7 separate regions of the Mus musculus genome follow, and regions 1, 2, 3, 5, 6 and 7 are each linked to region 4. Evidence: chromatin contacts called from public ChIA-PET, Hi-C, HiChIP or PLAC-seq and promoter capture Hi-C data. All regions are on one chromosome and are shown on one strand. Each heading gives the region's core, a stretch centred on a gene start, on an enhancer-like site or on the middle of the called end of the contact. The rest is flanking DNA. Distances are from core to core; before and after follow the strand shown. Region 1 overlaps Slc37a3 (solute carrier family 37 (glycerol-3-phosphate transporter), member 3). Region 2 holds the start of Trim24 (tripartite motif-containing 24). Region 3 holds the start of 4930599N23Rik (RIKEN cDNA 4930599N23 gene). Region 4 holds the start of Luc7l2 (LUC7-like 2 (S. cerevisiae)). Region 5 holds the start of Mkrn1 (makorin, ring finger protein, 1). Region 6 overlaps Gm38794 (a long non-coding RNA gene). Region 7 holds the start of Slc37a3 (solute carrier family 37 (glycerol-3-phosphate transporter), member 3).

Region 1 (2,834 bases), core at 84-2,583, 800 kb after region 4:
TCTTGAATCTCTCACAAAATCAGCTTCAAAGCCAAGCCATCCCTGAAAGCACACAAAGGCGCTGCATTTAAAGAGATTTCCAAGTGTTCCCAGGACAAAAGAGCTGATCCATCACCCGCAGACTAAGAGAAGACAGCCCCTATAAACCACAGCCTGTCAGTCTCAAGCTGGCCCTCTTCCTTTGGACTTTTTGTTCTCACAGAAGCTGCGTGTTTACTGGTAGGACGGGTTGGGAAAGACGGCTGTGGAGCAAGCAATAAAACTTCAAATGAGATTTCCTAACTCTGAAAGATGGCAGGCGACTAACCACGCGGAAGGAGAGGCACACATGCGTACCTATGATACCTCCGACGTCGTACCAAATGGACAGCTTGTCAGCTTCGGCTTCCTTCCACCCGAAGTTGTTACTCAGATAAAAGGGCAGCCAGAAGAAGAAGGAGTAGTTCACTAGCTTCAGGCAGGCGTAGGCCAGTGAGTACTGCAGGAGAAACCACAACTGTCAACAAGCAGCATACAGCACAGCATGGGGTCCTCCCTGACCTTACCCAGAAGCCCTCTTTCTTTACTTCTACTGGTTTCCAAAAAAAGAAAGGAGGAAGGAAGGAAGGAAGGAAGGAAGGAAGGAAGGAAGGAAGGAAGGAAGGAAGGAAGGAAGGAAGGAAGGAATTATGCACAGCTTTTTCTTAACTACCCCCAGTTTCTTCTTCTATCATTTCTCTGGTAAAAGCAAGGCAGTGTTTGAAACCCAGAAAGCAGTACACACTGTACCCACGTTTCTTTATTTAGACAAAAGGTCCCTGGTGTTCATGCTTCCAACCACCATCAGCCACAGGCAAATTGGCCTAGCAAACCTCAGCTCATCTTGCTGGCAGCCAGGCTTTCTTGGTTCTCTCCCCGCAAATTTAATTCTGCAAACTACGGAGAGTTAATGACTCAGTCACAGACAGAAAGACATCTACCTGTGGACCACATCCCACAGAAAAGAGCCTTTCTGGAGGGCCAAAAAGAAAGAGCTATGGTTTCCACTGGCCTCTGGCTCTCTTCTGAAAGAGCTGCCTTAAGTGGGTGATGGCTGAGACTCCTGTACTCAACACATACATTATTACCAGGAAACCCTGACTATTAGCATCAAAGGGAAGGCAGAGGAAGAGGGCGGACTTCAAAGAGTGTCTGGCTAGAACTCCTGCACCCCACCCCCACCCCCACCCCAGTGCCAGTGATTTCCCAGGTGCCACTTGTTTTAAAAGTGCTTCCCTGGCAGGCAGGGTAGCAGACACCCCGTAGAGAGCCAAATCCTGACCACCACAGCTCTCAGCCCAGAAGCCTGCTACAAAGACAAAGGCTTAGCTAGACTTCCTCTCCACCCTGCCAGTGCCAGAGAACAATGGCTTAGGAGTACAAAGGAGCCAGCAAGTAAGTTTCTTGTTTAGCCACAACAAACTGAAGTTCTGTCTCTACCAAAACAACTGCTGGTATAATATTTTTATAACCGAAAGGCACTATGTTCATAAGAACAGGACTACAAGGGCCTAAAGGAACCAGAGTTTCCCTATCTCTATCTCTATTTCCCTATTCCCTAGCTCTAAGAATTAGAGAGTGTTACACTTGACTGACTGCCTGTTCGTAGGGTTAGTTTTTTAGCAGAGAGGCAGAGGGCAGAAGAGAGCTGGGAGGGACAGAGTAGGATGGCTGCAGACTTGCATCATGAAATCAGATGCTTTGTGAACTATACAATGAGCCAGGCAAGATGGGTGCCATCTCCATTCCCTGGCACTGAGACACAAGGATGGGTTGGGAGACTTATCCAAGTCTCACAGAAAGTTACTGGGCAAGCTGCAAACACAACCTAGGCCTCTTAACTTCCACTCCAGTGATAGGACCCCCAAAACATGAAGACAGACAGACTGCAGCAGCAGGAGGGGCTCCGCTCAGACAGAGTTGACCTGGACTGCAAAGGTTGTGGAAATGCTGGGATAAATTACCAAGAAATCCTTGTGTACTCTGTCCTAGGACTGGGCAACTCCCTACTCCCCAGAATGATCAGAATTCACAAATAGGCAGATGATGAACCATTCAAAACCCCTCTTGGTCCAGGTAAATCTGAGAGATCAAAATATTTAAAAACTTGTTAACTGTGCCTTGGCAGTTGCATGATGGATCAGCATCAGCATGTTCACGAGTCACGTCTGGACATGCCCGCCCAACCCCTGTTGTCTGAAGCTTCTATATGTGACAGGGTTTCCATGGCTACCAGGGAAGCTGACAGATGCTACACAACCACCTAGGACTGCATCAGTAGACAGTAGAAGGCAGCGTGCTCCCCACCCAGCACAGCACTGAAGGTACCACACCCGGCCAGCTGTGGAAGGAGACCAGGGAGTCCTTACCGGGATGACCCCAGGAAGGCAGCAAGCCTGATGAAAGCTTATGGCCTTCACTTGGACGACAGCCCTGTCCTCCTGGATCGAATAGTTAGGCTCATAGTCATCTTCATTTTCAGCACCATCGATGAGTGGCCTCTGTGAATCTTCTTCCGAGCTCTCCTCTGCCCCGATACTCGGGAGACCTAGGAGAGTATTAACAGCGGCCCTGTACAGACACAGCCTGTGTGCCTGGCCTTCCGAGGCTCTGCACACATCACCACTCACAATGTTGATACTGTCCTTATTTTCATCTTGTAGGAGACCAAGGCCAACTATAGCCGACTGAGGCTACCAAGCCCATTCAGTCAGGACGAGCTGCACGCTTCTCAGCTCCTGAGGCTTCGCTTGTACACCCCACAGTTAGCCGTAAGAAAAGAGCAGACTGAATCGTTTTCATAAAGGAAAAGAATC
Region 2 (3,001 bases), core at 246-2,745, 680 kb before region 4:
TGTAAACCTTAATCCAGCTGAGTCTGCCCATCACCTGGATAAGGGACCATCCCTTAGAAAGGCAGGTTCACCTTCAGCCACGCTAAAGACACAGAGGAATAATCTCTTTAATAAACAGTGTTCTTCCCCCAAATTCCTGGCCCATAGTGCAGTAGTTCCAGATTCCCCACGAGATTCTCCAGGATTTCTGTCTATTCTGTCTCAGAAACTCCCAACCTTCTCTTTGTCTTCTCTTTTCTTTTGGGTGTTAGCCTAATACACAGTCTCTGATAGTTTCGGCTTCCTTACTCTTTCTCTAAAGCTCCCCTCCATGTGGCTGCTGTAACCATGTGGCTGTTTAACACAAATGGCATGGCATCTCTTCCACTTCTCCATCTTCCTCTGGGCAGCTGCTGAGATTTACAGCTTGCCTGCATTGGTTTTTTTCTTTCTTTTCTTTTAAACTCTAATAAAATTTCCTCCAGCTTCTTTTGAGGCTCTTCTTAAATTCTTTTATTAATGAGACTAAGAACCTCAAGAGGGGACTCTGATTTCCCTAGTAACAGGTGGCACTTCCCATGGGACTCCCCAGAATTTCCGGTAACAAGCACGGGAGAAGGAAGACATGAAATATAATACTGAAACTCTAAAACCAGAATTGAGGTCCCCCCCCCCCCTTTTGAGACAGGCTTTTACACTGACTAAAACCTAGAATAACTTTGAATTTGTAGTGATTTTCCTGCCTTTGCCTCTGGAGTATTAGTATAGGTGTGTGCTACCACGTCTGCCTTTTTTTTTTTTTTAAGAGTTTAATATTCAGGTACTATGGACACTTGCAGATCATTTATTTAGTCCTCAAAAAAATTAACTGCTTTTATTCATTTAAGAAGCAAAATTAATTTCACCCTTTTCCATTGAGGTCTTTTAAAGTTCCGACAAATTTGTAATTTCTCCCCCTTTACATCATTCTCATTAATTCATCACAGAGATAAATTCAGGCCACAAAAAGAGTAAAGCTGCCTGCACACTCCCCCTTTCACACAATGTGGGCTCATACAACCCGGTTTTGGGTCTCTTCTCGTTTGCACGTAACTTACTTCTTCATCCTCCCGTGGCCCTCCCACGATCTTACTCCTTTACCCATTTAAGTCTCCAGTAGTAAAAGCAGTTTTCCAAGCAGTTTCTTAATTAATCAGGCTGGGTAGACTGGGCAGAGCCCCCGCCCCTTGGGCGGGGCCATAGCGGCGGGCGGAACCCGATGCCTGCTCTGGCTCCTTAACAAATGATTCCTTTACAATCTACAGAAGAGAGACACACACACAGCGAGCCAATCAGCGGCCGCGGTCCTCGCGTCCGGCGGGGCTAGCCCCGCCCACTCCCAACCTCCCGCGGGGGCCGTCCGAGCCTCGCGGGCTTCTGCAGACCCCGCCCCCTGGGCAGGCGCGGCGGTCATTGGATGGCGCTCGGCTCGCAGTCGCCGCGGTTGCTGGGAGAGGGAGGTGGGGGCGGGGCCCGCGGTGGTCCAAGGGGCCCGAGAGAAAGGCTGCTAGGCACGGGCGGGCGCGCTGGGCGGAATCGAGCGTCTCGGTGGCGGTTTGCCTATCGGCCCGCGCGGCGGCGTCGCGGTGCGGGAACCGGTCCCCGTTGACAGCTCCGCGTCTTCCGGCCGCGCCACTCGGGAGGTGGCTTCCTCCCTGTGCTCCCTCCGCGAGTCCGTTCGGCCTCGGAGAAGCGGGAGGCGGCGGCGGCTGCGGAGGTCGTCGGGGGCGGCGGGCGGTGAGCGCGCTCCCGCTTCCCCGGCGGCGGCCGCAGGACAATGGAGGTGGCTGTGGAGAAGGCGGCGGCGGCAGCGGCTCCGGCCGGAGGCCCCGCAGCGGCGGCGCCGAGCGGGGAGAATGAGGCCGAGAGCCGGCAGGGCCCGGACTCGGAGAGCGGCGGCGAGGCGTCCCGGCTCAACCTGTTGGACACTTGCGCCGTGTGCCACCAGAACATCCAGAGCCGGGTGCCCAAGCTGCTGCCCTGCCTGCACTCGTTCTGCCAGCGCTGTTTGCCCGCGCCGCAGCGCTATCTCATGCTGACGGCGCCCGCGCTGGGCTCGGCAGAGACCCCTCCACCCGCTCCCGCCCCCGCCCCCGCCCCGGGCTCCCCGGCCGGTGGTCCTTCGCCATTCGCCACCCAAGGTGAGAGGGGCCCGCGAGGTGGCGGGCGCGACCCGCTGTCACGCGGCTGGGGAGGGGGTGAAATGGGCCCGCGCCGGCTGAGCGACTCGGCGGTCCCTCACTTTTGCAGAGCTCTGACGGTTGTGGCGAGTTAGCTGCTCTCTGCTCCTCCGCAAAGCTTTGTCCGGGTGCATATGATCTGGATCAGCTCGTGTACACCCGGGTTATGCGAGCCGGAGGGGGGAGGAAGGGATGGAGATGAAGTGATGGGGATTTTCTTTGATGATTGATTGCAGATTGGCTGCCGTCTGTTTCGAATCTTGTGCGTTCCGGGCTTTTTACCTTAATGAGTTCCCTCTCTGTCCCCTCCGTAGGGGACAAAGGAACCGGGATAAGTTGTTTTGTTGTCTGCTGCTTTCGGAGATTTTATTTCGAGCGATTCGATAAACGATAGAAAGTAAATAGACTTCCAAAGTGTTTTGTATGCCGTAGTTGGAAGTTACTTTCTCTTTTGTGGTGTTATTGGGTAATTAGTTTTTGACAGGTAGTTTCCTTTGCTTATGTTACCAGGTTTAAATCGTTGAAAGTGATTTGAAGTGCAGTAATTATTTCTGGGAGAACACTTGAAGTTTTTAACTTTTAATATTGCAAATATTTGGGCAAATTGACGTCTTTAAAATGCGAAGTAACTGAGGAAGGGAAATCTTTTTTCTCTTGCTTCTTGGGTTTTGTGTGTGTGTGTGTGTGTGTGTGTATGTTTTGTTTGGCTTATGTAGCAGCCCAGAATTGTCCACAGCTAGCAATCTTCCTGCCTCAGCTTCTTCAGAGTAAAGATAACAGGCATGAGCCATTGCACCTGCTAG
Region 3 (2,752 bases), core at 3-2,502, 570 kb after region 4:
CTAATAAGGACATAAAGTGTGTTGTGGAAGAGTTAGAGAAAGCTCAAAAAAGCGAAAAATCTTTCAGCTCCTGCCCGAGGCGCTAAAAAAGCAAACCAGGAAGGGCATTCCAGACAGGGCTCTGCCACCTAAATGAAACAAAGTGGGGGGTGGGGGGTGGGGGTGTAGAAAGGCACCCAGGAAGGTCTGTGGCTAGAGGAGAGCGGAACTCTCTATGGATCTTGAAATTCTGAATTTCGGCTTGTAAACAGACAAACAGAAGTTGAGTGGCACTTCCAAAGCCTCCTTACAGCTGGGACAGCAAGCCTTGCTGCCTGCTCCTCAAAGCAGCCCTGAGGACCAGCTTCCCTCCTGGGGGCCATACTGCCATGCTCAGGTGTCCCTCTTGGCACCACATTCTATCTGTGCTAGTCCACCATACACTGCCAGTCACTAAGTAGGTGATCAATAAACGTTCTTGAGAGTGAAGGACAGGCGAGGCTGAGGAACTGTCACCTAGCGGTCTGCCCCAATCACGGGACGAGGGTGGAGGTCCGAGAGTGGAGGGCCAGGAGCATCCGCCCAAGCCCACCGTTGGCGTCCTTACCCGGTCTTCAGGAACTTGCAGTTGCCGTAGATGAGAAACTTGCAGAGATGCAGCTGCGCGCAGAGCCCGGTGCAGCCCGGCTTGGGGCCCTGATGCGCGCGGCACAGACGCAGCGACGACACGGCCAGCACCAAGCGCTCCGAGGCTGCCGCCGCGGCCTCCCGGCCCGCGCCCACGGCCACGACCGCCCGCGAGGCCACCACGAAGCGCCCGCAGTCCCGCAGCAGCCGCTCCAGCGCGTCGGTCCCCAGGCTGGTTCGCAAGCGGCGCCGCAGCTCCGCCAACTCCAAGGCGCCCCCCGCCGCGCACAGCAGCTGGGTCACCTCTGCCACTGCCACCGCGGCCTGGGCCATGGCCGTCGGACTGAGGCTTAGCACGGACGGCGGCGCCTTTCACGGGCCGGGCCCCACTGTTTCGCTGGAAGGAAACGAAACCGAAAGCGGGCTCCGGCCGGGAAAACAGGAGCCGTGGGGCCTTGCCACGCCCTCGGGCCGCAGCTGAGGAGCCGGCGCCCTTGTCTTAGGGCCGCCAGCTGGGGACCGCGCGGCTCGACGGCGGCCCGCGCTCGCTTGCGCGCGCACTGGGCGACCCGGCGTGCCTCGAGGCGTCGCGCGGCCGGAGATGCGGGGCGCGGGTCCTCACGGGGCCGGACTCCCGCGTCTGAGGGAGTCGTGGCCGCTCCCTTCGAGGCAGCAGCGTCCTGTGAGGCGAGTGGCGCGTTCAGCTAGGCCCGAGGGACGCCGCGGGGGGTTCAGTCAGCAACCTCGATCTCGGAAAAGCCGAGCGAAGTTTCCAGACGGCGCCGGCCGGTTGCGGCCGGTTGGTGCGTCGGCCGGCGCGCTCAGGGGGGCTCAGAAGTCGCCCGAGCCAAAGCGGGCTTTAGCAGGCGGGCCTCGGAAGCGGGGACGACGGACCCGGTCCCACCGCACCCCGGAACAAACGGAAACAGTCGCTCCGAATTGCCAGACACTCCGCTTTTGTAGCGGATCCCGCATTTCCAGAAGGAAAGCGTAGGTACGTCCTTTAAAGGGGGCCGATCCTCCCTCCCTCGCCCCTTCTGAGTAAAGGTGATGCACCTAGTTCGATTCCTCACCGGAAAGAACTCTCCTGTGTGTTACCCTGGGAGTTAAACGTTCTCGGGGTAAGTAAACGGGGGTGTGTGGGGGTATACCTATTAAAATACGACTTTTGGCACCCCCATTCCTTCCTCCAGGAGTCTCCCGGGAATAAAAGCGTTAGTAAGTCATGTTCACAGGAGAGGACGGAGTACTGGAAACAGTAAGACGGTGATTCAGACAACAAGAGTTTAACAAGCATGTTAATTCTCTGGGTTTGACCTAGAAGGACATTAGTATGTTGTGAGAAAAGATTGTAATCAAGTAGTATTCCATGGGGCTGATCGGAGGTTAAGCGGCCGCACTGCTCTGGAAGAGGACCTCGGCCGGGTTCCCAGCACCCACATAGCAGCTCACAACTGCCTGTAACCCTGGTTCCAGGAGGGATCTGACACCCTCTTCTGGACGCTTCAGACACCAGGCACGACAGGTGTGAAGGCGCCTTTAATCCCGGCACTTGGGAGGCAGAGGCAGGCAATCTCTGAGTTCTAGTCCAGTCTGGATTTGAAAGTGTACACAGTAGGATGTTTTTGAGTGAGCATGAAGCAAACCCAACACTTTGGTCACAGTGGAGTGTGGGAGGTACTAGGAAAGTGGAAAAAGGAAAGGTGAAGGCTGAAAATTGGGAGGTGAGTGCTTAGAAAATTAATTTAAAATGAATAAAATTTTATTCTAAGTATAAAATACTACAGAAAAGAGCAACTGAGGGTATAGCCCCTGGGCTCAATCCTTAGGAAGGTGTGTGCTGGGGGGGGGGGGGAGTATTACTACAAAAATGTAATAAAATGGGATTAGAGTAGACCAATTGGCAAACCCTGGAACCCAGTGAGAGATTCTGTCTCAAAATAAGGCGGGAACTGGAGAGATGGCTTAGCAGAGAAAAGTACCTGCTGTCCAAAGCCTGCCAGCCTGAGGTGGATCCCCAAAACCCAGGTAAAAGGGGATGGAGAGAGAAACACCCCACACCCCCAAAATTGTCCTCTGACCTTCACATGTGTGCTGTGGCACACACATACATATACATAAATAAACTTAAAAAAAAAAAGGCGGA
Region 4 (2,700 bases), core at 193-2,692:
GGGCTCACAAATGGAAGAGGAGCAGGTGCCCACCTTGGGCTTCAAGCACTTCACTGGGTAATATTTGTGTCTTGAACCAGAAGGCTGAGGAATTTGGAGAGAGGGTAATGTTAAAAATTGGGAAGAAGCTGGGTGTGGTGGCGCACGCCTTTAATCCCAGCACTTGGGAGGCAGAGGCAGGTGGATTTCTGAGTTCGAGGCCAGCCTGGTCTACAGAGTGAGTTCCAGGCTACACAGAGAAACCCTGTCTCGAAAAAACCAAAAGTTGGGAAGAAAAAGTGGAGAGAGACGACATGTAATTAAAAAAACAAACAAAAACCCAAACAACAACTAAACAGTTTTATGCTAAGTTGGCAGCTCAGTTTGTCTTTTGTGTCAGGGTGATGCCTAACTTCTGCAGAGGTGAAAAATGTCTCCATTCCTAACCTATGCTGAGTCTCCGGTATTCTCACTTTTTAAGGCTATTTTTCTCATAACATTGACACCCTGTCTCAAAAACAGTACTCTGAATAATTGTGTTTTTTTTTTTTTTTGGCAAGTTGCTGACTAGATAACGTAATTTGCATCGGCTCAGTGCCTAGTTAAACCTTGGAATTGTGATGATTCTTTCATATGATTTTAATATGAAGCTGGCGCTAGTTTGAAGTTTTAGTTCCTCAATGCATGGGCAATTATAATGAAACGGCAAAAAATATCCATAATTTCCCAGTTATTATCTAAAGTTGCGACGTTTCAGCTTAAAAGACTCGCCAGTTTTTTTTTCCTTTTCGAAAACCGGTAAGCAGCCGTGGCCTAAGTATTTCCCGTTGGCTCACTCTGGCCTCAGCCCCACCAGCCTTGAGATTAAGAAATCAACTACGGTTGGAAGGTCGCAGTCAGCAGGGCGTGGGAGTGCAGGGCGACAGTCAGCCAAGAACCCCACGGAAACGCTGCTCTGCATTATGGCCTGTCCCAAGCTCTCACTTTGCCCAGCTCCGAATTCAGACTAGCAGCTTCCAGCTGTCCTAAACGTAGCAGAAGGGGTCGGGAGGCCTGATTTCCACTGTGTTGATTTCGCGGTTTGTTTGCTTTTTCTTTTTCCTGAACCTGACATGTCCCGAACTCGGGCACTGATGAGGGGCAGTGGCCTGAGGATAAGGTTAGGTGTCCTCCGCTCGGGCTCGGGGCTCCCACGGGCTTGCGATTCCGCCAGCATCCGTCGGGAAAGCACTAACCCTGAGAACTTCTGTCGCACTACTTACTGCGACTCGCTCTAAGCTCGGCACTGGCTAATTTGCGGCTGGACGCCAGGGCGGCAAACAGCAAAGGCCTAAGTGACCTGCTGCTTAGACGCCCGGGGCCGAAGAGGCTTCGGAGTAGGCTAAAAAAAAAAAAAAAAAAAAAAAAAAAAAGAGCATCATTCTCGCGAGACTCAGCCTCCGAGAGGGGCGGGGTGAGCAGACGTGAACGCGCTCGGGAGCCGTTAGGGTGGGACCCTTCGTAGGAGGGGCAGGGCGGAGCGCAGCGACGTGGATGGCGATTGGCCGAACCCCCACGGGAAACGACTAGGCGCGAGCTGCGTGCGCGCTCCCGTCGCGGCGGCTGCGAGCCGCGTCAGAGCTCGCTTGCTGGGGGGGGGGGTTGACGGCTTCTGGCGGGTGTTGGTGTCGGGAGGAGGCGAGAGTCGGCTTAGCCTGTGTCGCGTCTGTCTCAGGAACCGGACGGAGAGTGAGGGCACCAGGGCTCACTCTCTAGGGGGGCTGCCATTTTCCGCGTTCACGCCGTCGTGAGGAGCGCAGCCCGGACTCTCCACGACCCCTCCGACTCCCTACTCGCGGGCCTCGAGGCCGCGGCGGCCACCGAGACAGCGCCGCACCTCCCCCACCCCTTCCCCTCGTCCCCCGCCCGCCAGGGCCCGGCCGGTGCCCCACCCCCGCCTGCCTGCCCGCCCGACCGCCCGCCCGCTACGCCGCCGCCATGTCGGCGCAGGCCCAGATGCGCGCTATGCTGGACCAGTTAATGGGCACCTCTCGGGACGGTAAGTCGCTGCCAGAGCCCTGGGGGTGGGGGAGGGGCCGTGCCTGGGGAGGGGGAGGCCTCCGAGGGAGCACTTGGGCGCGCGCGTGCGGCCGAGTAAGGGGTTCCCAGATTGGTAGCGCGAGGTCCCCCCCGTCTCTCTTCCAGTCCAATCAGGGCTTGGCAGGCGGTCTTGGGGGCGGTGACCGTGCGGATTGGCGGGAACTGCTGCCAATGCGGCGAGGCGGGGCCTGGGAGCAGAAAGGGGAGTTTGTGCCTTTTGCTGTTGACTTGGCGGGGTTGGGAGAGCCCAAGTCTGTCTTGGAGTAGTGGGGCGGTCAGTTTGACTATTGATCAGGGACCGGCGGGGCGCTCAGGTCTCCACCCCCAGCTCCAGCTCCTTTCCTCTGGGCTTTCGGATCACCCCTCGCCGCCGTCCTCTAGAGTGTGGAGAGAAACATCCCCTCCCTCCCTGGTCTTAACGAAACCACTACTAACCCCCAGTTCCAGGGACGCTTCGTCGAGCCCTTACAGAATCAACTTTTTTTTTTCGTGTGTGTGGAAAATCTGACCCAAACCATGGTTTCTTAAAGTGGGTGTGTTTGGCCCCATTTTGTAGAAGTGTTTAGGCCTATTTTTTTTTCCCACCGAGAGACCTCCATTTTGTTAGACCACGTATTAGAGACTTCAGTAAATATTGGCAAA
Region 5 (2,771 bases), core at 17-2,516, 870 kb after region 4:
GCGGTTAATAAACTGTCCTTGCCGGGTTTAAAGTGGCATTTCCTTTTAATTTTCTTAGCCGATAGAAAAGCGTATATAGTCCTTCCTGGTAGTTAAAATCTATATACTCGGGCGTGGTATCATCTCACCCCTGCACTCCCGCACTAGAGAGGCAAAAACAAGAGGATTGCCGAAAATTCTAGGGCAGTCAGACTATATAGGTCAACCGGGGCCACACAGTAGGACTGTCTCAATAAGCCCCCTCCCATCGTTAATACAAACAATCCTTCCTCCAACGTTTATAGCTGGGGAATTATTTTTTAACATACGTACTGTATAACTGTCACCTGATCATACATTTTCCCAATAATTTCGTCTCGCTTACCAAACAAGAACCAAACCTCTCTGGTCGGATCTCCTTTCTCGCAAAGAAGAACGCCTCTCAAAGGGACAGTAATAATAATGGCAGTTCATAAAACCAAGGGTGGAAGAGCCTAACGCCGGCTCCGAACGCTCGGTTCGGAGACAAAGCTCGGAACCGCCGACCACCGACTTACATACAAAGGCATACAAAAGCGGCTGCTCCCGGCGGGGCGGGGGTGAGCGGCGCAGAGAGCAGAAAAGACGTTACAAACGGATAGCCCGGCTCGGAGCCCCGGGGCCGGCCGAGCTCGCCGGGACCCTTGGAGGGTCTCAGGGCGCACCGAGGGTCGTTAGAGCCCGATTCGCATCGGCGAGCTCGCGCCGCATCCCCGAACCTGTAGCGATGGAGGCCAGGGCGGGGACACCGGTCCTCTCCGCACGCACCGGGGCGCCGCTGAGCGAGGCGAGGTGACGGGACCGCCCTGCAGTCCGAGCCCGCAGTCTGAAACCCGCAGCGATGCCGCGGCCAACCTCTGCGGAGGCTGACGCAGCGATGCTGTACGGACAGCCGCAGCGGGGACCCCGCGACGCCCGCCTCCGCCTCTTGCTCGGCCCCGCAGCCCCCGCCCTCCGCCGCGCCACGCAACGTCCTACCTGCAGGTGACCTGTTTCGTCCAGCCGCCGCCGCTGCCGTCGCTGCCGCCGCCCCCTCCTCCCGCCCCCGGGGACGGGGCAGCGACTGTGGGGATAGAGGTGAGGGAGGCCGCTGCCACCGCCGCCGCTGCCGCTCCTGCTCCTGATGTTGTGGCTGTTGTTCCGGGAGCCGCAGCCTCCGCCATTACTGTTTATCCCACACAGCAATGGCCCCGGAACTTCCGGGATCACATAGTTCCGGTCCGGCTGAGAAGGAGAAGACAGCGAAGGGAGGGGAGGGGAGGGAGGCTGAGGAGCCCGAGAGCTCTGCGCCAGTCCCGCGCCGTGTCACCGCGTCTCCGAGCGCTCAGGTCTCAGGAACTGCGGGCTCCGCAGGGCACCCGCGGCCCTCCTCCGGCGACGCTGATTGGTGATGGCTTAGGCTCCGCCCTAAAGGGGCGTGATCACACGCTTAGCCAGGTGTGCTAGGATGGTCCTGGTCCTAGCCATCCTAGCCATCAAAGGACCACATGCAAGGACCAACTTCTGCCTATGGCTGGTGGCGCACGTACAAGGTGGGGGAAGGCCTGGGGCTGTGTCTGCTCTTTATCTAGAGTGAGATCCCAACCTATTGTGTTGGGATCTGTTTCTTTCTCTCACAGGAACTGTCAGAATCCCTGCTGATGGAAGTGCCCAGGTGGGCCTGGCGGCAGACATCTTGGAATCCCACCAATGTGAAGACTTGAGTATCACAATGGCTGCAAGTTCGAGACCAGCCCAAGCTAAATAGATCCTGTCAAAGTAATAACAGTAATGTTGTAAATGAATTATGTGTGGTAGCCTGTTTGTAATACCAGCTCTTGGGAAGCTAAAGGAAAAAAGTGTTTGGTTTTATACCTGACCAGGAACTGAGGTGCATATTTTACATATCAAAGCAGACTTGACCTCCGGACTTCCCTAGCGTCCTTTTAGTCCCTATCTGGCATTCCCTGCCCCCAACCTTGAACTTTCCAGCCCAGGAGCTAGGCTGCCCTTCACCCCAGAGGCTCCTCCCTATATTTCTAGACATTTTCTCTGTCTCCTCTCTGCCTGCATGCCCTTTCTTTTTTTCTCTCTCCCTTCCTTATCCCATCCTTACCCCCGTGGCGACTCCTGAGGCCAGTGAACTAGCCTGCCTGAGAGAGCTTCCCAATAAACCTGCCTTTAATAGACTCGAATCTAGTGTGAATTGGCTCATTTCACCAACATCAGAGAAATAACCTATCAAAAAGGGTCACAGGCTTGAGGCCAGCCTGGGCTACACTGCAAGAATCTGTCAGTAAGCAGACAGCCTTCAAGGACATGCTCCCAAGTACTGGCTCCCAGCTAACTATGCCCATTCCCCTAGAGTTTCCACCATCAGGTTATATGAATCCACTGATGAGGGCAGTGCCAATCATTTCTCCAAAACTGTGTCTAAGCATAAATCACTGGAGTCCAAGACACATCACATGAACTTCTGAGGAACATTTTAGATCCAAAGTTCTCTCTCCCTCCTCAATAAAGTAAACCTGGCTGGACTTCAATGAACAGAGATCTGCCTCCCAAATATTGAATCCTGGGGTTTAAAGACTTCACCACTGTCCCCCTTTATTTTATTTTACTTTTAATCTTTAAGATTTGTTGCACAGCTGTTGGGGAGGTAGCACAAATGTTAGCAACAAATTCAATGGAAAAGTTCTTGTCACTATAGTCATTCACAGGGACAGGTCTTAGCCCTCTAAAGTGTTGGTGTCAAGACTTCATATGCTGGAGTC
Region 6 (2,778 bases), core at 87-2,586, 690 kb after region 4:
TTAAATCAGGCATTATCTCTCCTGAAGTCAGTTCATTCTATTGTTTCCCATTCGATCCTCGGTTTCCCCCAACGAAGTAGATTTCTTAACTACTATCTCCCCATTTTACAGATTTTTTAAAAAAAAAGTTGCCAGGTGGTGGTGGTACACACCTTTAATTCCAGCACCCTGGAGGCAGAGGCAGGTGGAACTCTGAGTTTGAACTGAAGCCAGCCTGGTCTACATAGTGAGTTCTAAGATAGTCAGGAATACACAGAGAAACCCTGTCTTGAAACACGCCCTGCCCCCTGCCCCCTGCCCCCTGCCGCCAACGCCATAGTTGCCCATCGCCGCACAGATACTGAATGTCTTTCTACAGACTACTCTAACCCAGGGTAGGAGCCACAGTCTAGCTCTGCCATCCCTAGATATGTAACCCTTGGTAAATCACTGAGTGTCTCTGACACCTGGTTCCCTTTGGGGGGGGGGGCGGGGGGATAACAATTCCTGACAGTTTTGTGAAAATTAAAAAAGGTGATTGAACAGATCTAAAGTGAATGACAGATGGTAATTTGGTGGTAATGATGACGGTGATGCAGCAATGGTAACTCAGTGGTGGTGATGGTAATGACGTTGATGGTAATGATGTTGATGGTAATGATGGTGGTACCTTAAATCCATGACACAGTTATTTGTGACACTATAGAAAAGGAGGATCCCTCAGCACACTGGGCTGGCTCCAACCTAGCATCCTATCTGCATATCCTCCATCCCCACCCCCACCCCACCCATACCCCAGCTACCTCTCTCTCTCCTTTGAGACAAGGTCTCACTGTGCAGCCCTGGCTGCCCTGGACTCACAGGGATCTTCCTGCCTCTGCCTGCTACACGATGGGATTAAATGTTTATGCCACCCTGCGTGACTGCTCCCCTCTCTAATGTATCTCCTGTGTCTCGCCATGGCACCGAATTGGCACCCGCCCACCTACCTTAGAGGCTCCACGCCTAGATTCTAGGAACTTCTGAGTCCCAGGTTGCTTATTGCTGGCATCTGGAGGCAGCTGCCCAGATTTCCAGCCTGGGGTCCTGCCAATAAGCTATCAAGGGCTTTCCACTTGGCTGGCAGCCCCTGAAATCACTGCCCAGATGTTCCTTCTCCCTAATTCTTGCTACCATCAGGAAACAAAATCCAACACACAGAGCAGTCTGTGCCCATCCACAACCATGTGTGACAAATGGTTTCCCTTCCCGGTTATATAACAGCCTAATTCTGGCTGCCAGTGTGCATGCTCTGAAGTACTTTAAACTACGTATCCACTGAGTAAGATCAAGACAGAAAACACAAGTTAATTAAGTTTCACTTTAGTCATTTCCTGCCTTCTCAGGAAACTCAATTCTAGAGGCTTCTTGCTGGTTCCTCACCAATGCAGCCCTTTCTTGGACCCAGAGCTGTATATATCTATCACTGGGGTGTCCCTGACCAGTGCCCTCTGATTTAGGGTGTCTACGAAGCTATGATGCAACTAGGAAAGATTACCTTCTGTTAAGTACTAAAATAGTCTTGGTTTTTTGTTTGTTTGATTGATTGATTGATTGATTGATTGATTTGGTTTCTTAGGACAGGATCTGAAGTACCCTGGGCCGGCCTTGAACCTATGAAGTAGCTGAGGATGACCTTGAACTCTTTGTCTTCCTTCCTCAACCTAGTACTACAGGGCTGTTCCTTCATGCTGAGCTTTAAACTGTGCTGGGGATTGAACCCAGGGCCTTAAGCACATAAGGTGAACACCTTTTCATCTGAGCTTCAGTGACAGCCCCTAAATATTATCCCTCGTGACTTTTTTTTTTTAGCCATAAGAGGTAGAACTGAAGAAAATGCACGACAGTCCTCCTACTGCAATTACCCTTCATCTCACAGAACTGAAAGTTCATTTCATTTTTCTATGATTACTGCAAGTCATCTCAGTAGACCTTTGGATCTCTGCAAACCTCATCTAGGAGACTGTGCTATGTAGTATGAATGTAGTAGAGAAAGCACTAGGTTCTAAATTTTTTAAATTTGGTTTGTTTGCTTCTCAAGACAGGATTTCTCTGTGTAGCCTTGGCTGTCCTGGCTCTTCCTTCATAGACCAGGCTGGCCTTGAGCTCACAGAGATCCACCTGCCTCTGCCTCCAGAGTGCTGGGATTTAAGGTGTGCCCCACCACCACCTTGCTCTCTAAATCTTAATATCATACCCTTCACCCAGATTCCCACTGTGTAGCAGCTCTCTCCTCTCCACTCTTCAAGCCCCCCACTCTGCCATTCTGTGTGTCTATGTGGGGCTATGTGCATGCCAGTGCAGATGTGCACTGGGGCGGGAAGAGGAAGTTGGATTCCTGGGTGCTGAGATTACATGTGATTGTGAGCTGCCTGGTGTACTGGGAATTAAACTTGGGCCCTCCGCAAAATCAGTACATGCTCATAACTGCTGAGCCAGCACTCCACCACTGGCCTCTTTTCAATTCATGTCTTATCTTCACTTTTAGAGTGAATGAACTCTGGTGCTGGACTTGCCACCAGGTTGTGGTTTCCACCCTCCCAACTCTGTGCCTGCCTATCTAGCCTGTGTGAGCACATGCGATTCCCAGCCTCTCCCAGCCTTTCCCAGCCTGAGTGCTGAGTCCTGCTCCAAGACCCTCAGCTGCCTTCCCCACAACACTGACATCCATCGTGCGGAGTCCAGCCATCTGGCCCTCATAAAATGTCCCAGGCTGTGTGCCAAGTTGCACTGTAGATTGTGTGGCCTTTGGTTCCCTAG
Region 7 (3,037 bases), core at 272-2,771, 830 kb after region 4:
CCCTGTCTCAAAAACAAAACAAAACAACAAAAAACGCATGGTCTAGTTCAGTGGTAGAGTGCTTGACCAGCACCCATGGCACCTGACTACCAACCCTAGCACTCCAGAGACAGGAAGATTAGAAGGTCAAGGACATCTTCAGTTACACAGGGAGATGGTGATTACCTGGACTATTCGACACTTGTCCGTGCACTTGCTCGCTCTCTCTCTCTCTCTCTCTCTCTCTCTCTCTCACACACACACACACACACACACACACACACTTTTTCTTAAAACTGCCGCATTACCACAGATGTTAAGGACTTAGCTAGCTGTTTCAGGGTTCCTAAAACCACATCCATTTATACCAGGGTTCCTAAGGCCAACTTCTCCCTATTTTCTTTCAAAGACAACTACTTTCTCCTCTGCCCTTCAGACAAAGCCCTAATCGTGCCAGTTATCACTGCAACAACAGCATGTCATCCTCACTTGAGGACCAGGCACTCATCCAAAACCTTAAACAATGAGCACTGAACTGCTCCTGAAAAACAGAGAACTCTGACACTAAAGGTCAAGTCCATTTACTTCACTTCTTTCCTCACTTAAGGATTAAATGAAAGGATTTACTGTGTGTTTAGGGCAGACTCTGTTTTACTTACAAGGAACATCTGGCAAGTGGCAAAAGAATAATTCAACTACCACAGTAGTCGAGGTGTTCTCTTCATCAGTGATTGTTTCGTAAACAGAAATGTGAGTGAAGACATCAAGCAATGGCTAAAGAGGCTCGCCCTGGCAACTAGGTATCCTCTAAACATTTCAGTAAAATATCACGGCATCGCTTAACATATTGCAGAAAATGTTAAAAGTGGACACATCCCCATTGTCTTATCAAAATTAAGAACAGGCCACACTCTACAAATAAGAACAACCAAAGTCTGACATTCGAATAAGAAGCAGAGCCGAATTCCCTGAGGTCGTGGCAGTTACTCGAAAACAAACCCCTAGTTTTTCCACGAAGTCAATTCTCCCTCTGACCTCCGTGCATCCTATCCAAACGCCTCCCACCCTACCTGAAACGTGGCCCTCCTCTTGCTAAACCATGAACCCTTTCCTTGGGTTTCATTTTCTTCCGTTCAAACGTCCCATGAGCCAAGATCGGTGGGCCGAGGGGAACAAGTACCCCCTACCCGGGAGGTCTGCGTGGGCTGGGCTGGGCCACCTTCCCTCTCTGGTGTCTGGTGTCCTCCTCCCTCTGCGGTGCACACAGCCTCGGGACTGCACAGCGGCAGCACCAGGAGCTCCGGTGGGGTCCCGGTGGGGGTCTGGTGGGGGCCAGCTGCCAGCGGCGCCCGAGCCGCCACACCCACCAGCTGTCCGCGCTTCCCACGCCCGAAGCCCACCGCGCGCCCAACCCGGCCAGGACCCCAAGCACCCGAGCGCACGCAGGCTCGCACCTGAGACCCGCCGAAGAACCCGCTCCGCTAGACTCCGCTCCCGCCGCCCCCGCCGCCACCTCACCCAGCGGGATGTGGCCAGAGCTTCCGGACGCTCACGTGACCTCGGGGACAGGTGCATGCCGGGAGCTGTAGTCCGCCAGTGCCGCTTTACCTGCGAGCTGTAAAGTCCACTGGTTGGGTTTAACTGAGCTCCTGCAGGAAGGGACTAGGTCCAGAAATGTTAGCGGAGAAAAGCAACGAGTGAGAGATATCATTTGAGAAGAACCGATAGGCTGACCATTTTTTCAAGAGGAGGCGTTATTCTGTTTTAGACTCTTGTTTAATTAAATGCAGTTGTCCATATAGGTAGGAATAGTCATTCACCTGTTTGTATTCACAGCTCTGCACCCCATTGCCATTGCACCAAAATAAATAGTTCGTATTAAGATCCCCAGCAGCGTAGCTGGAAAGATGATTAAATACATACATATGTACGTACATACATACATCTGTGCATTTTTTTTTTTAAAAAAGATTTATTTATTTATTATATGTAAGTACACTGTAGCTGTCTTCAGACACTCCAGAAGAGGGCGTCAGATCTTGTTACAGATGGTTGTGAGCCACCATGTGGTTGCTGGGATTTGAACTCTGGACTTCGGAAGAGCAGTCGGGTGCTCTTACCACTGAGCCATCTCACCAGCCCACATCTGTGCATTTTTAAAAATGGAACTGTAGAGGGCTGGTGAGATGGCTCAGTGGGTAAGAACTGCTCTTCTGAAGGTCCGAAGTTCAAATCCCAGCAACCACATGGTGGCTCACACCATCAGTAATGAGATCTGACTCCCTCTTCTGGAGTGTCTGAAGACAGCTACAGTGTAATTACATATAATAAAAATAAATAAATCATTTTTTAAAAAATGGAACTGGAGAGACGGCTCAGCAGTTAAGAGCAGTGACTGCCCATCTAGGAGACTTAGATTTGGTTCCATGGTGACTCACACTCTAGTTCCAGAGGACCTGACACCCTCATCTGGCCTCCGTGAACATGACACACACAGAGACATACAAAAACACATAAATAAAAATAGAAAGGGGGAGAGGAAGACGTGGAGGAGGAGAAAGAGGAGAGAAGGAAGATTCCCGTGCTACCACCCAGTTTCCTCTTTCAGGGCATCCAAGGCCAGGTAGTAAGAACGCTTCCACCCGGCGCACGCCTTTAGTCCCAGCACTCGGGAGGCAGAGGCAGTCGGATTTCTGAGTTCGAGGCCAGCCTGGTCTACAAAAGGCACTCCTGGACCTGGGTTCATTTCACAGTTAATCTTATGTCTTCGGTGACATCCACCAAACTCTTCTTGACTTACAGACCAGCTTTTAGCTAAACTTTACTAAAACCCTGAAGGGTTTTGGTTAGGAAAACTGAAGCCACAGCAATAGACCCAAGATCCCCCAGCAGAGGAGACGCTGGAGTAATGAGCTAATGCAGAAAGTCTTAGGGTCACCTAAAAGTAACTCAGCAGCCCCAAACACAGTTTATTATTTGTTTGTTTTACAGCTTAGGTGCACACCGTAAGGGGGCGGGGGCTGGAGAGCTGGTTGCTCTTCCAGAGAACCTGAGTTAA

What was found. Promoter capture Hi-C pulls out the DNA fragments that hold promoters and counts their contacts. A called contact is a pair of places that touch in the nucleus more often than the background predicts. ChIA-PET counts read pairs in DNA pulled down with a chosen protein or histone mark. HiChIP or PLAC-seq counts read pairs in DNA pulled down with a chosen protein or histone mark.
Region 1: a contact with region 4 is called in an RNA polymerase II ChIA-PET map of memory CD8 T cells, with 94 read pairs. The contact joins the enhancer-like site here to the promoter of Luc7l2 in region 4. A contact is called at or near these places in 4 of 39 promoter capture datasets (embryonic stem cells, liver and pre-B cells), 2 of 115 datasets of contacts at active chromatin or transcription factors (effector CD8 T cells and memory CD8 T cells) and 3 of 9 other capture datasets (adipose tissue, liver and macrophages).
Region 2: a promoter capture Hi-C map of pre-B cells shows a contact between it and region 4, with 5 times the contacts expected there. The contact joins the promoter of Trim24 here to the promoter of Luc7l2 in region 4. A contact is called at or near these places in 2 of 39 promoter capture datasets (liver and pre-B cells) and 2 of 115 datasets of contacts at active chromatin or transcription factors (extraembryonic endoderm stem cells and memory CD8 T cells).
Region 3: an RNA polymerase II ChIA-PET map of memory CD8 T cells shows a contact between it and region 4, with 62 read pairs. The contact joins the promoter of 4930599N23Rik here to the promoter of Luc7l2 in region 4. A contact is called at or near these places in 5 of 39 promoter capture datasets (the 3T3-L1 cell line, hippocampal neurons, liver and 2 more), 4 of 115 datasets of contacts at active chromatin or transcription factors (astrocytes, bone marrow-derived dendritic cells, bone marrow-derived macrophages and 1 more) and 4 of 9 other capture datasets (adipose tissue, embryonic stem cells, macrophages and 1 more).
Region 5: a contact with region 4 is called in an HNF4G HiChIP or PLAC-seq map of pancreatic cancer cells. The contact joins the promoter of Mkrn1 here to the promoter of Luc7l2 in region 4. A contact is called at or near these places in 3 of 39 promoter capture datasets (hippocampal neurons, liver and pre-B cells), 1 of 484 Hi-C or Micro-C datasets (B cells), 4 of 115 datasets of contacts at active chromatin or transcription factors (effector CD8 T cells, fetal liver, memory CD8 T cells and 1 more) and 3 of 9 other capture datasets (adipose tissue, liver and macrophages).
Region 6: a contact with region 4 is called in a Hi-C map of regulatory T cells, with 7 times the contacts expected there. The contact joins the enhancer-like site here to the promoter of Luc7l2 in region 4. A contact is called at or near these places in 1 of 484 Hi-C or Micro-C datasets (regulatory T cells), 1 of 115 datasets of contacts at active chromatin or transcription factors (memory CD8 T cells) and 4 of 9 other capture datasets (adipose tissue, liver, macrophages and 1 more).
Region 7: an RNA polymerase II ChIA-PET map of memory CD8 T cells shows a contact between it and region 4, with 83 read pairs. The contact joins the promoter of Slc37a3 here to the promoter of Luc7l2 in region 4. A contact is called at or near these places in 1 of 39 promoter capture datasets (embryonic stem cells), 1 of 484 Hi-C or Micro-C datasets (B cells), 4 of 115 datasets of contacts at active chromatin or transcription factors (astrocytes, effector CD8 T cells, embryonic hindbrain and 1 more) and 3 of 9 other capture datasets (adipose tissue, liver and macrophages).

Annotation. Positions count from the first base shown.
Region 1 is chr6:39,346,953-39,349,786 of GRCm38.p6, forward strand. It overlaps Slc37a3 (solute carrier family 37 (glycerol-3-phosphate transporter), member 3), which reads right to left. Exons shown (of 15, transcript NM_028123.3): 9 at 2,388-2,566; 10 at 337-478. Among named protein-coding and RNA genes, the nearest start is that of Slc37a3, 29 kb to the right of the region's middle. Within about 2 kb of position 1,334, at least 101 of the 459 cell types and tissues checked have an H3K27ac peak or open chromatin away from gene starts, as enhancers often do. A contact at or near this core is called in adipose tissue, effector CD8 T cells, embryonic stem cells and 1 more, where this site is marked.
Region 2 is chr6:37,869,316-37,872,316 of GRCm38.p6, forward strand. Trim24 (tripartite motif-containing 24) reads left to right here and starts at 1,496. Exons shown (of 19, transcript NM_145076.4): 1 at 1,496-2,159. The coding sequence starts at 1,796.
Region 3 is chr6:39,117,221-39,119,972 of GRCm38.p6, forward strand. It overlaps 4930599N23Rik (RIKEN cDNA 4930599N23 gene), which reads left to right and starts at 1,253. Exons shown (of 4, transcript NR_045813.1): 1 at 1,253-1,600. Parp12 (poly (ADP-ribose) polymerase family, member 12) reads right to left here and starts at 1,129. Exons shown (of 12, transcript NM_172893.3): 1 at 587-1,129. The coding sequence starts at 939.
Region 4 is chr6:38,549,892-38,552,591 of GRCm38.p6, forward strand. It overlaps Luc7l2 (LUC7-like 2 (S. cerevisiae)), which reads left to right and starts at 1,443. Exons shown (of 10, transcript NM_138680.3): 1 at 1,443-2,017. The coding sequence starts at 1,957.
Region 5 is chr6:39,419,103-39,421,873 of GRCm38.p6, forward strand. It overlaps Mkrn1 (makorin, ring finger protein, 1), which reads right to left and starts at 1,267. Exons shown (of 8, transcript NM_018810.2): 1 at 997-1,267. The coding sequence starts at 1,181. It overlaps Gm10244 (predicted gene 10244), which reads left to right and starts at 1,276. Exons shown (of 2, transcript NR_152168.1): 1 at 1,276-1,550; 2 at 1,638-2,192.
Region 6 is chr6:39,240,470-39,243,247 of GRCm38.p6, forward strand. The region is part of intron 1 of Gm38794 (a long non-coding RNA gene); the gene reads left to right. Among named protein-coding and RNA genes, the nearest start is that of Gm38794, 14 kb to the left of the region's middle. Within about 2 kb of position 1,337, at least 72 of the 459 cell types and tissues checked have an H3K27ac peak or open chromatin away from gene starts, as enhancers often do. A contact at or near this core is called in adipose tissue, macrophages, memory CD8 T cells and 1 more, where this site is marked.
Region 7 is chr6:39,376,186-39,379,222 of GRCm38.p6, forward strand. It overlaps Slc37a3 (solute carrier family 37 (glycerol-3-phosphate transporter), member 3), which reads right to left and starts at 1,522. Exons shown (of 15, transcript NM_028123.3): 1 at 1,434-1,522.